Linked DNA regions of Macaca mulatta: region 2 is linked to region 1. The links are chromatin contacts, called in public Hi-C maps. All regions are on one chromosome and are shown on one strand. Each heading gives the region's core, a stretch centred on a gene start, on an enhancer-like site or on the middle of the called end of the contact. The rest is flanking DNA. Distances are from core to core; before and after follow the strand shown. Region 1 has its middle 170 kb from the start of SMIM20. Region 2 holds the start of RBPJ (recombination signal binding protein for immunoglobulin kappa J region).

What was found. A called contact is a pair of places that touch in the nucleus more often than the background predicts.
Region 2: a Hi-C map of fibroblasts shows a contact between it and region 1, with 2.1 times the contacts expected there. The contact joins the promoter of RBPJ here to the enhancer-like site in region 1. A contact is called at or near these places in 5 of 14 Hi-C or Micro-C datasets (CD4 T cells, blood, fetal cortex germinal zone and 2 more).

What each region holds. Positions count from the first base shown.
Region 1 is chr5:25,119,873-25,127,353 of T2T-MMU8v2.0, reverse strand. No RefSeq gene overlaps it. Among named protein-coding and RNA genes, the nearest start is that of SMIM20, 170 kb to the right of the region's middle. Within about 2 kb of position 3,558, at least 1 of the 40 cell types and tissues checked has an H3K27ac peak or open chromatin away from gene starts, as enhancers often do.
Region 2 is chr5:25,356,521-25,364,001 of T2T-MMU8v2.0, reverse strand. RBPJ (recombination signal binding protein for immunoglobulin kappa J region) reads right to left here and starts at 3,029. Exons shown (of 12, transcript NM_001260693.1): 1 at 2,896-3,029.

The sequences.
Region 1 (7,481 bases), core at 2,309-4,808:
TGTAATCCCAGCTACTCGGGAGGCTGAGGCATGAGAACCATTTGAGCCCGGGAGACAGAGGTTGCAGTGAGCTGAGATCACACCACTATACTTCAGGATGTACTCCATCCTCGATGACAGAGCGAGACTGTCATCATTTTGTTCTCCATTTTTCAATGAGGAAACTGAGGCCAGAGTAATTAAGCAGTTTTGTGAAAGCTCACATCATCAAGTAATTGAACTGCAATTTCAAAGTCATTCTTGTCTCAGTATGTTGTGCTGCCTCTTATAACCCCAGATGGTGCCAGGACAAGCACAGATGTGGGTTTTAATTTAAAACATTTATCAAGAGAGACTTCATGAAGTCTTAGGAATCACTTAGGAATGCTGTTGTGGTCAAGTGACAGTTAATGGAGGGGCTCCCCACACTGCCAAGGAAACCACCAATGGGTTGAGATAGTCCCAAGTGAAACTGTCATGCACCGATTATTTCCCTAGTAGCATCCATGGCTGCCTGTGCCCACCAGGGATCTTAGTGGCCAAGTAATAGCCCTTCTGCATCTCTGGAAAAGTCCACCCTGACTTTTAGCCAGAAAATAATTGTCTATGTTCACAAATTGGCAAAATACATTTCTTGCTACAATAAACAGGACTGCTTCTCAGTAGGGGGTGGGGGAGCCTTTGGATAAATTTCCCTAAAGCTCTCTGCATCTTTTTGTATTTTCTGTCATCTCTGCAATCCACATAAACATTGTCCAGACCTCAAAGATATGATATTAGCTGGTTCTTTTTTAGTTCATTAGCCCTTCTGATATACTAGTAGATTATCAAAAGCATTTTCAGTATGTCATAAAATCTGTTTGGTATTAAGTTGTACATGATGTGTTTTTCTCCATCTAGCTAAATAGTTTCCTTCAAATCTGGACCAGATGAGCACCCTGGGACTTGCATGAGCTCATGTGTGTATCTGCGTGGAATGCAGAACGTTGGGTCCCATTGGATGTGTGAGCATGTGTTTGGCCCAAGTGGAAATATCCTTAGGCACCGATGCCTCAGTTAGGGAAAAGATAAAGGCACAAGATCAGATACCACATCTGCAAAATGTTAATGTCCTGGTGATGCTCCCTATTAGAGCCATTTTTCCGTTCTGTTTGATGGCTAGTTTAGGCAAATTGTGACGAGCATGACATTGCCTTGATTCAGTAGCCCCTTGGGACAGGCATCCCATCCGTGCTCCCGCTCACTGTGCCTCTCGCTGCCGCAGGGTCACGGAGGCTCCAGGGCTGGCTCCTGCTCATTCGTTCAACCGGTCTCTTTTGAGCACCTATGATGTGCTAGGCACAGCGGAAAGAGGAGACTAAGAGCAGCCCTTGCTTCTGAGATATGGAGGAGGGTACAGAAAAGCGAACCGACAATTGTGTTACAGCAGGATAAATATATCTGCTAGAGCAGATGAAGGGTCCAGACTAGTCCTGGGGAGAAGTGTGACTCAAGAAAGGCTTCCTGGACGGGCAACCCAGGAACAGAGAGTTGAAGAAAACCCAAGAACGGGAGCTGGTGCTGGCCAGCTGTAAACAAGACAGAGGTGCCCCTTCTGGCCAGGAGCCGTCTCCTGCAGGGCACGCAGGTTGGCAGGCCCAGCGCGAGCTGTATTTAGTCTCTCCTCATCCTGTAGTGCCCTTGAGAAGTTAGCAACCTGCACAACCTTCCATGGGATCCTGGGATTATCCATGCCTCTTAGTTTCCTAGGGTTGCTTAACAAATTGCCACATACTAGGTGGCTTAAAACAACAAAAATTTATTCTCTTATAGTTCTGGAGGTCAGAAGTCCAAAATAAAGGGTTGGCAGGCCCATGCTCCCTCTGGGGGCTCTAGGAGAGAATCCTTCATTGCCTCTTCCAGCTTCCAGTGACTCCGGGCAAGTTTTGGTTTCAGGTTGCACTGCATGGCTCCAATCTCTGCCTCTGTCTTCACAGGACTGTCTGCTCTGTGTCAAATCTCCCTCTGCCTTTCTCTTATAAAGACAACTGTCGTGGAATTGGGGGCCCACTCAGGTAATCCAGGATGATCTCATCTTGGGATCTTTAAGTTGTTTACATCTGCAAAACCCTTTCTCCAAATAAGATCACATTCTCTGGTTCTGGAAGTTAGGGCATATCTTTTTTGGGTCACTATTCACCCCAAGAGACCAGGTGAATAAGGAAAAGAAGATTTTCAGACAGGAGGAGCAGAGGATGTAAAGGCAGGGAGGTGTTTGTGGACTTGCTCAGTTCTTCAGTGGCAAGAACGCCTGGGGCTTAGGCTGCCAGAGGTGTGGCAGGGAGCTGAGACTGCCTTGGGAAGCAAGGAGCTGGTCTCAGAGGACCTGGAGTGCCCTGCCAAGAGGCTTGGACCACAGTCCAAAGGCAATGAGCAAGCTTTGCATAATTTTAATTTTAACCTAGAAAGGACACATGGGCTGACGGTTAGAGAATGTATTGGAGGCCAGCAAGACAAGAGATGAAGAAATTCCTTCCAGAGGATGTTGCTGTTGCTCAGGTGAGGAATTTGGTGGCCTGGACTTTGGAGAAGAGGTTGTGATGGTGTGATGGGACCACACACAGCACTTGGTGACTGGTGTGAGCTGAGTGGGGAGGGAGCACTGATCCGGAGGTGTCCTGGCCCCAGCACTGCCCATTGTCCACCTTCAGTCAGCTATGGATACATTGGCACTGCTCCTCACAGATCGGCCCTTTGCACTTGACACTTTGAACATGAGTTTTCAAGAGCTTTGAAAGCACTTTGACACAAAAGGACATCCCCAAGCACTGGGTTGAATATTAACCTCTCGAAATTCATATCTTCCTCGAACCCGTGGATGAGACTTTATTTGAAAGTGAGTCTTTGCAGATGTAATTACGCTAAGGATTTCAAAATGAGGTCACCATGGCAGATCCAGGTGGGCCCTAGGTCCAACAGCAAGTGTCCTTATGTGAGAAACACAGAGGAGGAACACTTAGGGAGAAGAGGGGGTCGTGTGAAGACGGAGGCAAAGACTGGAGTGATGCAGACACAAGCCAAGGAATGCCAAAGATTGCCTGGAGCCACCAGAGGCTGGAAGAAGTAAGGAAGGATTCTCCCCTAGAGCCTCCAGTGGAAGCGTAGCCCACACCTTGATTCCAGACTTTTTGCCTCCAGGGCCATGAGAGAATAATTTCCTGCTGTTTTAAGAAACCAAGTTTGTAGTAATTTGTCACGTCAGCCCTAGGGAACTGCTACAGATTGACAATGAGCATGAAATACTTTGGACTTTAAAATAATAATAAGAAAAAGGAAAACAGCAAGATGACTAGAGAGGACTCCTTGTATGGGAGTTTTGTACTAGCAGCTATTCTTGTTCTAAGAAAGGGGCCCCTTCAGCCTTCCTGTTGCTGTGCCATAAGGGACCAAGCTGTCTTGACCTTTTAAGCAAGTTTGCTAATCCCTCCACCTGTTTTCTTTGCTAATATAGCTGTTCTTTCTGTCATGCTAGTGTGCACCCGGGGAGCTGACAGAAATCATTGCCTCTTGATACTGATCATGCAATAAAAATGGCAAGCTGATTAGTCAGCCAGAGAGGAGAAGCCTTTTTCCCATTAGAGGCATGATCTAATGCTGTAATCACCTAGCCTGCTGACGGCAGCCAAGTGCTTGTGGGCGCAGAGTCCTCAGAACAGGTGAACCCTGTTAAGAAGCATCCTTCTCCATGGTTTCAGCTGTCCTGCAGACCATCTTAAGTCTCAGTCCCTGAAATACAACAATTAGACAGAACTCCTGTGTTCCTGAGTTTATGACAACCTTCCAAGACCATCCTTTAAAAAAAAAAAATATATATATATATATATATATATATATATGCAAATAAAAGAGCTCCAGCTTCCAAACCAGGAGGCTTCAGGAAGCCCAGGATTCTTCCAAGGAATATAGACATAGTCTTGGTATTCACTTACTGTTTCTCCACCTGAATGTGTGTCCCTGATCCAATGGATTCAGTGCCTCCCTTCACCCCAAGACAACGCTCACATGAGGCTTTCTGGCTCAACTGCAAGCTTGAAGGAGTTTCAGTGCAGAGAGGGAAAAATTAAGCTCAGTGTCAGCCATGACCAACCACACCCCGAGTCCTTGGGCCAAATCTCATCCCACCCAATTCCTACTGGTCTTCCTTCACCTTCAGGCTCCCAGCACGTTGTGGGGTGTGCTCCTACCCTGTCTTCACCTCCACATAGGGGTTTGCATTGACTGTGTTTCTCTTTCCCTGAATGCCAAGCCCCCACAGCCCCTTCCCTCTGTCTACCAGAGAAAGCCCCAAATGCATTAACATCGGAACAATCCTCACTCTTTTATTTTGGTAGACACAGAGCTTGAGTGTTTCCTTGTCTAGGCTTTCCATTCCTTTTGCACAGATAAAAGCTCATTTAAGCACTTTTTCTCCACCAGAAAGCCTTGGCCCCCACAGACTAATTTGGGTTTCCATTTTTAGCAGCACGAAGAATTGGCAGAAGCTTTGAAATTGCAGTTCTTCCCCAAAGACGCCCAAGAGCCCAGGTCCAATTCTCAGGCAGAATCGAAGTTCGCATCCTGAATTTCCCTCCTCTTACTTCCATCAGAGGGAAAGTTTTCCCTAAGCCCTCAGAGAACTCGATCTTTGTAAAGTAGAAGATGCAGTTCTTCTCCCGGTAATCAGCACTGGGTGACTTTGATGAAGAAGGTTAACTGGTCTAAGCATTGGACTTGCTAGGTATAAAATAGAATTAATAATCCCTTTGTGCCATAGGGTTATTGTAAGAATATTTAAAGAAATAACTTAAGAAAAGTGTCTGGCTTGGTGTGTGGCACACAAAATATGTCCACTACTTCTTCCTTTCATTGTGTGATTAAGCAATAGTTTGCTTTGTTGCCTTATACAAGGATGATAATACAGTTCTAAAGATTATCTGAAGTTCAGAATCTGGTTAGCAAAGATACACTGAGCTCTCAACAAAGCCAACAAGCACTGCATTATAGAGTGTTCCCTTGGCTCCATATTTGCACATGCCTGTAATTATTTATTTGAGATGAATTCCCAGATATGGAATTCGTGGTCAAGAGGTACATATATTTTTAGGACTGCTGCTATACATTGCCAAATTGCCTGACAGAAAGTCTGTGCCACAGACTTCTTACCTCCCCCACAGAATTGTGTCCAAGAGCCTATTTCTTGGAATCTTGAGTTTTTCTCAAAGTGTATTAGCTTGATGGGAGAAGAGTGGTTGTAGAATTGTTTCTCAAACCTGGAAAACAAGCATCCAACAAACCCAACTCACTTATTTTAAAAATGAAGATCCTAAGACTGAGAGAGATTAAGTGACTTGGCCAATTCATCTGGTTAGTAAGACAGCCAAAATCCATACCCCATGTTTCCTAATGCTGGAATTCTTTCCATTATACCACTCCAGAGACAGAGTGTTAGCCCTGAGGTGAAACCACTCAGGGACTGCTTAATAACAAAGTTCAATTAGACCAAAGGGAAGGCGCTGTAGAGAAAAGTGCTAATGCAGAGTTTCAATTAGTGTCTGGCTAATTCATTCTCAGATAAGTATAGGGCAGTGTCTGTGTTAGCACCACCTACTGGTGAAAATTTAGACTTGTACAGGATTCCTTCTATGGAGTTGCAGGTAGAAGGGGAAAAATCTCCGGGAGATTTGGACTGCTTTAAACAGTGTTATTCTAGAAAGAAGTCCATAGAAAAATGAGTAGGTATGGAGTCACTGAGTCATTAGCCATAAGGACTTCAACTTCTGTGGTCTCAGAACTGCTGTGAATGAAGTTCCAATTTCCTGAAGCGACAAAGTCAGTTTCCTGTTCTTCCTATCGGCTATGTAGAATGTAAACCTCTTCATTTTTCTATAACCTAATTTCTAGTTTAAGTCTACATTTTTCTAGTGGCAGGAAACTTAATATATAGTGTCTTCCTGGTAAAAATCACTCACTTCGGTGTTTATTCAGTCATGCCAGTTTCAGTCACTCAATTCAAAATTTCATTCCCTTCCCTTCTTCTTGGGGTTGCTGGTAAGATCCTGGAAATATAGGATGGTGTAGGTGGAAAACGGGGTTCTGGGGGACTGAGAGAGGGATGGGGTGGTGTGGTCCACGGCATCCTTAGCCTGAAGCAGACCTGGTCTTTGGCCATCGGCACCTATGTGTAGTGGCACTGTGGGGCCATACTTGGAGGCTGCCAAGACCTCTTTGTTAGAGAGCCCTCCATCTCCAATATATCCTTCTTGTCCCAACCTCAAGCTCTGCTCAGGTCTGTGGCCCTCTTTTGGCCATTTTATGCCCATTTTGGAGACAGGAGCAAGGGAAACTTTCAGATGCTTTCTTACATGGGCCTGGCTATGAGGGATTGGGGGCTTTCCTGGGGCCTCCCTGCTGCTTTGCTCTGTTGTGCTGTCTTCTCCACTATGGCCAGCATATGATGCAGGGGGTGGCAAACTATGCCCTGTAAAGGGCCAGATAGTACGTATTTTAGATGAATACTCCACTCTGTCACTGTAGCACAAAGGCAGCCACAGTCAATATGTAAATAAACAGGCGTGGCTGTGTTCCAATAAAACTTGACTTACAAAAGGAAGTAGCATGCTGCATTTGGCCCTCGGGGCCCTTGATGATCTCGACATGTATCTGTGCAGTTCTCCCCTAACTCCAGGCATCTCCCACAGATCAGGGCACACATTCTCAGGTCTTGGCATTACTAAACCTATCTTGATGATTTATCACCGGCTACCCCACCTCAGAAAATCACAAGAAGAGGGAGCAGGCTAAGTGCAGGATCCCTCAGGGTTGTGTCAGCATCTTCTTCTTCCCCTCTCCTCTTTCCCTAGCTAGAATAATCATCCTTTCCTCTCTTTCCATTCTCTTGTTTGTAGTATAAACTTTATGTCATGCTTACATGGGGCTTAGCCTTCAGATTTGATCACACTTTTCTACCGCAAACCTTGCTTACGGAGGCCCCAATCTCTGTAATAAGAGTCAAGAGCCTAAATGGTTCAAAGTCAAGAACTTGACATTTGTTCTGTGTTCTTCATAATCCCTCCCTTCCCAGTGAGTAGTGGATACCTGGAGTGACTGGGAATACGGTCCCATGACGTCTTCTAACTCTTGCTAAGTTCTGGGCTTCAACCAAGCCTCAGCCATACTCTAAGGGCAGCTGGATTCAGATAAGTTTGCTGGTCTGGTGGTTGTTCATTTGTCTTTATCTTATGAGGAAATGAGAAGAGTAAGGTTAACCTGACATTGTTAAAAACACTGCTCACTCACGTGAATAGAAATGAATCCTTTCGGTGCAAAACCATTTAGAGCAGAGCATTTCAAACTGCAAATTGCAACCCTTTAGGGTAGGGGTAGGCAACTTTTTTTCAGTAAAGGCACATATTGTAAATATTTTAGGTTTTGTGGGCTGCACTCAACATGCAACTCTCAACTCGCAACTGCTCAACTCTGCCACT
Region 2 (7,481 bases), core at 1,780-4,279, 240 kb before region 1:
TGCCCCTAGTTGAAATAACATGAAATTTAGTATTAGGAGGAAGCAAAATGCAAAATAATGTTTTAAAGCCAAGTCCTGGATTTTATTTCTAAAAATGAACAGAAGAATGAGATGTGTAAGAACTTAAAAAACAAAACAATTTTTTCCTAATGCCTTACCCATCAAGGGTGCCAAAGGTTATTTAATGAATTACATCTGGCAAGAATGGCCTTTCAACCAAACCAATTTTGATCTTACCCACTTAAAAAAAAAAATTGACAGAAATCCGTTGGTATAGGACAATAGGTAATTTTTTTAACAAATCTAACTGCTTAAAATCTAAAGCCTACAAGTGTTTTGAACAGTACAGATGTGAAAATACTGCAAGTCTCATTTTCTGAAAATATAATCACAGATCCATCAGCAATATGCATGGATAATAAAACTTAAAGTTTTAATAGTTAATACTCAGAATGAAAGTTCTCCAGCCACAACTCATCCAGATTTCGAAATATGCTGCTGTTATAATTTAATTAAAAGCAGTTTTATTTCACCACAAAGTAAAAGTCTTACACGATTTAGAAAGAAAAACGCAACTCAAATGGTAAAAGCGCTTTTATCATGTCTGTGTAATCATTCTACAGGTACAAGTCAGAGCAAAATACCCTCCATTATTACACAGTATTTACACTTTGCTCCCAGTCAGAAAACCAGTGAGCTTAAGATTTTACCTTCAAAAGAATCATTATGTACAAGAACAAGTAAGGGAGACATAAGATTATTGGTAAAACCCACTCATGCGACCCAGACTGCAGATTTTCACAAAAAAAAACTTAAGTATCAATCATGAAACCATGGTTTTCCATTAATTAAAACTCAAACTACTAATTCTAATCACAGCCAGAAAAAAAAAATACTTTCCAATGCTCCAATACTCGTTAGAGTAGATCTCATATGTCCTCTATAAACAACACTTTACTATTGTAGAACTTCAGTTTGTAAATGAAATGACACTCCAAATGATTTTATGTGTAACATACCTTCTAAAAGTAGAGACCAACTAGTAGAAACAAACTCACTCTTGAAGAATACATTCAGCATAGTAATCCTGGTAAATATAATAACTCTTATTCCTAGCACGAGAATAACTCATTAAAAGACATCACACCACACCCCCCATCCCCATTCACACAACCCCAAGCTTTTAGCATTACCAAAACAGTAAGAACACTTCAAGGGTCCTTTAACACTAGGAAGTGTCTTTAAAATAATCTCACTACAGGCTATTACATATATATAATATACATCTTTACGTATACTTTTTACTGCATTTGATTAATATCTTCCACAAAGATCCTAGAAGCAGTATTCATCAATCAGAAACTGCACTCTTCGGTGCTGTCCTCATTTCAACCCCAGTGATGGGACAGAAGGGTTGTCACGCATCCACAGAGCAGCAAAAACGCACATAACTGTAAACCATCTAATGATTAAGAAAAAGTAAAACATTTATATAAAATTCCCAACCGGAATGCCTCTCCTTTTCCTTATGAGGCAGGAGTTTCTGATAAATTCTAAATCCAGATTTCTAGAAAATGCTGAAATTCTCCGCCCCAACACTCACAAGTTTTCAACATGGAAATTCACTCAACTCCTACTCACATGCCAAATGAATATCCATTGTGGATATCTGAAACTATTCTCAAACACTAACAGAAAAACACATATATACATCTTGAGCCTCCTTCTAACCGTCCTACGATACCCTCCAATCATCCTCAGGCAACCTAAATGCAAAGCTTCGACAGACAGCTGCCCTTGGCCTAGGCCGTCAGGAACCAGGAGGGGGGCGGGGGCCGGGGGCCGGGGGACGCAAGAACCACCAAGAGACCAGACCTTTTTCCAGGGCTACTGTTTCCAAGCAAAACAACCCACCGCACTAAAGAGACGGCGATGAAAATTGGAGACGCTTTAATCCCGAAAGAAAGGGGTGGCGATGGGGGGGCGGGGGGTGCAAGAAATCCCGAGAAAAAGGGGTGCGGAGGAGGAAACTAAGTATCCCATGCATCTTTCAGACTCACAAAACAACAACAAACCGTAGAGTCTGTGTGCACTTAGAAGCAGCAGATGGAGTCTCCGGGGCTGAGACAGTTCAGCAGACGTACACCGGGGGTAGTGGATAAATCAACCGATGACGGGAGAGGAAGGGGGTGCCGAGAGAATAAGCCCATGGATGGGGGAGACAACGCCTCGGGGGGGGGGGATCCAGGACCGCAGAGAAAGGTGAGAGAGGACCCACAGGAGAAAGACAATGGAAGAACAATTAAGACAGGAATCTGGTGCCCGGGCTGTGGCAGGTCACTGGGCTACCGACAAGAGTGGGGCACAACAAAGGGGCACGGGAGGAAGGACAGCGGAGGGGAGGAGATGGAAAGAGGATGCGGGGCGCCACGGGTCGGACAAAGCGCCCAAGGCGGCGAAACAAAGGGCCGGGGGTAGAGAGTCGCGGGGGGCAGCGGGGAAAGACAAAGCGCCCGGGGCCGGGGGCACTAGCGGGGCGAGGCGGCGACAACGGCCGCGAGGAACAAAGCTGCACGGGGCCCCCAGGCAGGGCCCGCTGGAGGCGCGCGGGAGGCACGGCGCCCGAGGGCCCCGCGCGCCCGGCCGCACTCACGCCCGCACCCGCCGGCCTCGCCGCCGCCTCCCGCCCTCACGCGCCGGAGCCCGAGCCACGGCAGCGCAGAGGCAGCGCACGGTCACACGCCGCAGCCGCCGCCGCGCTCGGCGCACGCGACGCCGCCCCCGCGGGCCCCCGGACGCCAAGCGCGCTGCGGCCCCCGAATCCGCCGCTCGCCGCGGGCTGCCAGACGCCCGCAACTTTCCCGGTTCCCAGCGCTCCGATTCCCTCGGACTTACCCTGTCACAACAGGCGCCATCTTCCACAAACTCTCGCCAAAACTCCAACCCTCGCGAGATTCCCCCCGACGCCTTCCCTGGTCCCTCTCCCCCGCCCCTTCCCTTTTTCCTCACTCCTCGATTCCACCCAGCCCCCGCGCTCCCTTTCCCCTCGCCGCCGCCGCGAAGAGCCAGACGCCTCGCGCCGCCCGCAGAGTAGGGGATCCTGCTCGCTGCCTCCCTTGGAAACCTACCCAAGCGATGGAGCATGCGCAGGCGGCTCCTCCGCGGGCGAGCCCTCCGTGTGGTCCATGGGGAGCGCTCCGGTTATCCAGGTTTTGGGACGCGCCTTGAGGGACGTACGTGGAGACTGAGGAAAACCGGAGGGGATTACTACGGGGACGGGGAATGGAGGGGTCAGGAGGCGGGGCCGAGGAGAAGGGAGGAGGGGTCCTGGGAAAATGGGCCGCGTTTCACAGGCCTAGATGAAACACCTCCTCAATGGGTGTTTTCCAAGCGGCTTCCCGCTCACTCTGGGTTCCCAGCTCCTTTCATTCATTCAGACGTTCCCTGGGCGCCTCCTTTATGCTAATTTCGGCGTTAGGTGCAGGAGCGTCAGAGGTGCCTGGGGTTCGGGCAAGTGACACGTCGGGAACTGTCTTCATTCATTACACCCCCATGCTAATGAGGAGGCCCTTCCAGAGCTCCGCAAACGGAAAACTTTTGCAGTTGAGCTCTCTCGGCTTAGCGTTCTCCTTAGGTGTGAAATGAGGTCAAGTCAAGGCCTCTGGGAAAGACACCCCTAATGGCCACCTCGCAGACACACGCCAGGGTGCGGAGTAGTTCTCTCCAGAAGGGAAAACTGCCTTGGAATTGAGAGCCACATTCTCCCACCTCCGAGTCGGGCCAGAGGCCCTGATCAAAGCTCTTGCAGCTCGCGTGCCACATGGCCTCTCTAAGACCCCATCGCAGCCGCCACCGTGTGTGAGCCCAGGTGTGTGTTGAGGCCACTACTGCACAGGGAACCGGGCCACCCGAGGGCCTGGCACAGCCGAAGACGCTGCCGGCTGCCCGAATCGCGCTTCAGGCGGCCTGATGCCGGAAGCCCCCGGGCGAACCTGGCCCCGCCGGGCATTGAACAGCAAGGTGCAGAGCCCGAACCCCGCCCCCTCCTCCTACCTGCAGCCCCCCATTTTTCCCCTCCTTTGCCCTTTCCTTTCCTAGAGATTCCCAATCCAGCACTGCCTCCCGCAGGGAGCCCCAAAACCCGGAGAACTGGAATTCGCCGCCCGAAACCTGCTGAAGGCGCTGCAGGATTGGCGCGGCCCGCGCGAGCGGCACTGCGCATGCACCCAATGCGGGCAGTCGCGTCTCACGCTACACCTCCTTCCCACCGCCTTCCACTACTCGGCTCAGACACAACACGGCCGTGGGAAATTTCCTAAACCTCGCGAGAACGTGCCCCCTGTTGCCTAGGCTTTCGCTCCAAATCTCGCGAAGCCAAGGGAGGACAGGTGTTTGTTTAGAGCAGGTCCGGGCGCCGTTCGTGCCGCGCGTGCCCGGGAGGCGGGCGGCGGGCGGCGGGCGCGGGCGGGGTGGGAAGGGAGCGGCTCGCCGCGGAGGCGGGGCGGGAAGGCGCGTGGCGGGGAGCACGGGGCAGAGGGCGGCGGGGAAGGAGACGCGACGTCTCGCACACACGCACACGCCCTGTGACGCTGGGTGGAAGACGAGGGGTGGGGAGCCTCGAAGGGAAGAAGGGGAAGCCAGGAGGTTGGAAGTGGCTCCCAGTGCGGAGAGTGAGAGGTCAGGCTCTAGGGCAGGAGGAGCCCCAGGCCGATCTCCCGGGGAGGTTTCCTGTCGCCCTCCACAAGCCTGGTACTTTCCTAAAATGTGTTAGACGCCGCGCCCCCCGCCTCCGGGAGCTGAGAGACAGCCCCCAGAGTCGGGTTTGAGTCATGCCTTGAGTCACCTAGTCTGGCCACCACTTCGCTTATTTTGAAACAAGTTCTGATTCCTTAGCTACTCTACTTTAGCAATTAGTTGTTTTCTTTCTAATCTACCCGCTGGCCCTGTGAGCTGGTTAGAAAAATAAATAAATAAACAGCTCTGCGCTCTTGCATTGTTGCCTTGTATAGATTCTTGCTCCCGTTTAAGGACACGGTTCTTAAAATTTCTTCTCAGTCTCTTCTTAACCTTTTGAAGTAATCTAACAAATCAGTTTCTGTTCTGTTTTTTCCTCCCACTAATATGGCTTTTTTGCTTTCCTTCACCTTTCCGTATTTTTGTTGCAATATCCCATTTTACGTATTGCTGCGGCAGGTGCTATAGTAACTGCTGTTTTAAATGCATCCCTTCCTTTTGGATCATTTATCCAGTGAGTTCCTGATTACATTCTTCAATTAGCCACATTTCAGATTGGCCCTGATGTAGTTTCTGTACTAGCCTTAGCCCGGCATTATCTAGGAACCAGTGTCTTCCTGCTGATGTCACAGCCCCGCAAATGTAGAGTTGAATTGAATTTTGGTATTTGGAGAACAGTGAGTTCTCTAGTAGGAGGAAACCCAGCTTTTTAAGTTGTTTTCAAGGTTTTAGAGGTGTGTGTGTGTGTGTGTGTGTGTTTGCCTATTCTTTTGATTATATATTCATGCAGAAAACAGATTTAAAAGCATTTAGTGCAATATTTCAGTGCAAGTCTGGTTTGGAACAGGGTAGCTCAGGAGGAGGAGAAAGCCTTTGGTGCACATATTCCTTGGAGCTGGCATCCCAAGAAGGTATTTCAGTCATGGCCTAGTCCAGACCACTGATCTAATTTGGAATCATGACCTTCTGAGAGCCCCAAGCGACCTTGGGAAGCCATGGTAATCGCAAGTGTAATTACAGCTCCCGTTTTTGCCCTAAAACATGCTCCATCTGCATCCCTCCCCCATCTCAGGAAAGGACAACTCCATTCTTCCACCGATGTCAAGAACCTTGGAGTCCTTGCCTCCTTTCTCACTCACGCCCAAGATACGATTGGACGGAAAATCTTGCTGGCTCCACCTTCAGAATATACTCACAGTCACAAATACTGTCACACCTCTTTGGCTACTAGTCTAACCCATCTTATTTCCCACCTGGGTTAAGGAAGTTCCCTAACTGGTCCTCCCTTCTTCCATTCTTGCCTTCCCTCAGTCTGTGCTAATAGAGCATTCTCAGTAGTCCTCTGGAACTCCTACATGACTTTCCCATTTCACTATGAGGACCTAGACAATGTTGCCTACTGCCAAACCTCCCTGACCTCTCTGCCTTCACCTCCTCCTCTACCCCTCACTCCGTGGGCTCTCACCGGCTGCCTTCCTTACTGTTCCTGGAATGCCCCAGGCACACTCTCAGCTCCAAACCTTTGCTTTTTCCACTACCTGGAATGCTGTTCCCGCATATAGCTTATTCCCTCACCCCTTTCTTGTCTTTGCCTGATGTCACCTCCTCAGGGAGGCCTTCCCTGACACCCTTCCCAAGAGGGAACCCCATACTCCTTATCCCCCTTTCTGCTTGATTTTGTCCATGGCACCTATCATTAACTAACATAACATACATAACATTTATCATACTTGTGTGTTGTCTTTACTATCTGCCTCCTTCCATCGTAATGTAATCTTAATGAGGGTAAGGACTTTTGTCTATTTAGTTCATTATTCAAGCTTTAGTTTCTGGAACAATGCCTGGTGCATCGTATTTGTAGAATGAATGGGGTGTCTTCCACTTTAGGGAAGAGTAAAAATGATTCTGAAGACTAAGCCTCCTATGGTTCAAAACAATATTGGGACTAGACTAGCAATGAGTACCCCAGTACCAGCCTGCCTAGGGAGAAGAAAAAGGCCTATGGAGCAAACACCTGTGTTGGTTTTTTGGAAAAAAAAAAAAAGAAAAAAAAAAACTTCTGGGTTGGACCAGTAGGTGAGGCTGCACCTAACTTTAAGAGTTTCCTTTACTCTCCATTTTAGAACTTCAGAGAAAAAACAACAACGAAAACACCATTAGCCAACTATATATGTGTGTGTGTGCATGTGTATACATATATATATATATATATATATAGCGAGAAGTCAGGGAGCCTAAACAGAGGGAGCAGCTGGAGCCGCAGCAGAGGAACATAAATTTTGAAGATTTCATGGACATTTAATCACTTCCCTAATAATACTCTTGTAATTTCTTATGCCTGTCTAACTTTAATCTCTTAATCCTGTTATCTTCGTGAGGATGTACGTCACCTCAGGACCACTATTGCACAGATTGATTGTAAAACATATGTTTGAAAAATGTGAAATCAGTGCACCTTGAAAAAAAACAGAATAACAGCGATTTTAGCGATTTTTAGCGATTTAGGGAAGACAACTATAAGGTCTGACTGCCTGCGGGGTCGGGCAAAAACAGCCATATTTTTCTTCTTGCAGAGAGCCTGTAAATGGACATGCAAGTAGGAGAGCTGTCGCTAAATTCTTTTCCTAGCAAGGAATATTGATAATTAATACTCTGGGAAAAGAATTGCATTCCTCGGGGGAGGTCTATAAACGGCCACTCTGGGAATGTCTGTCTTATGCGGTTGAAATAAAGACTGAAATACTCCC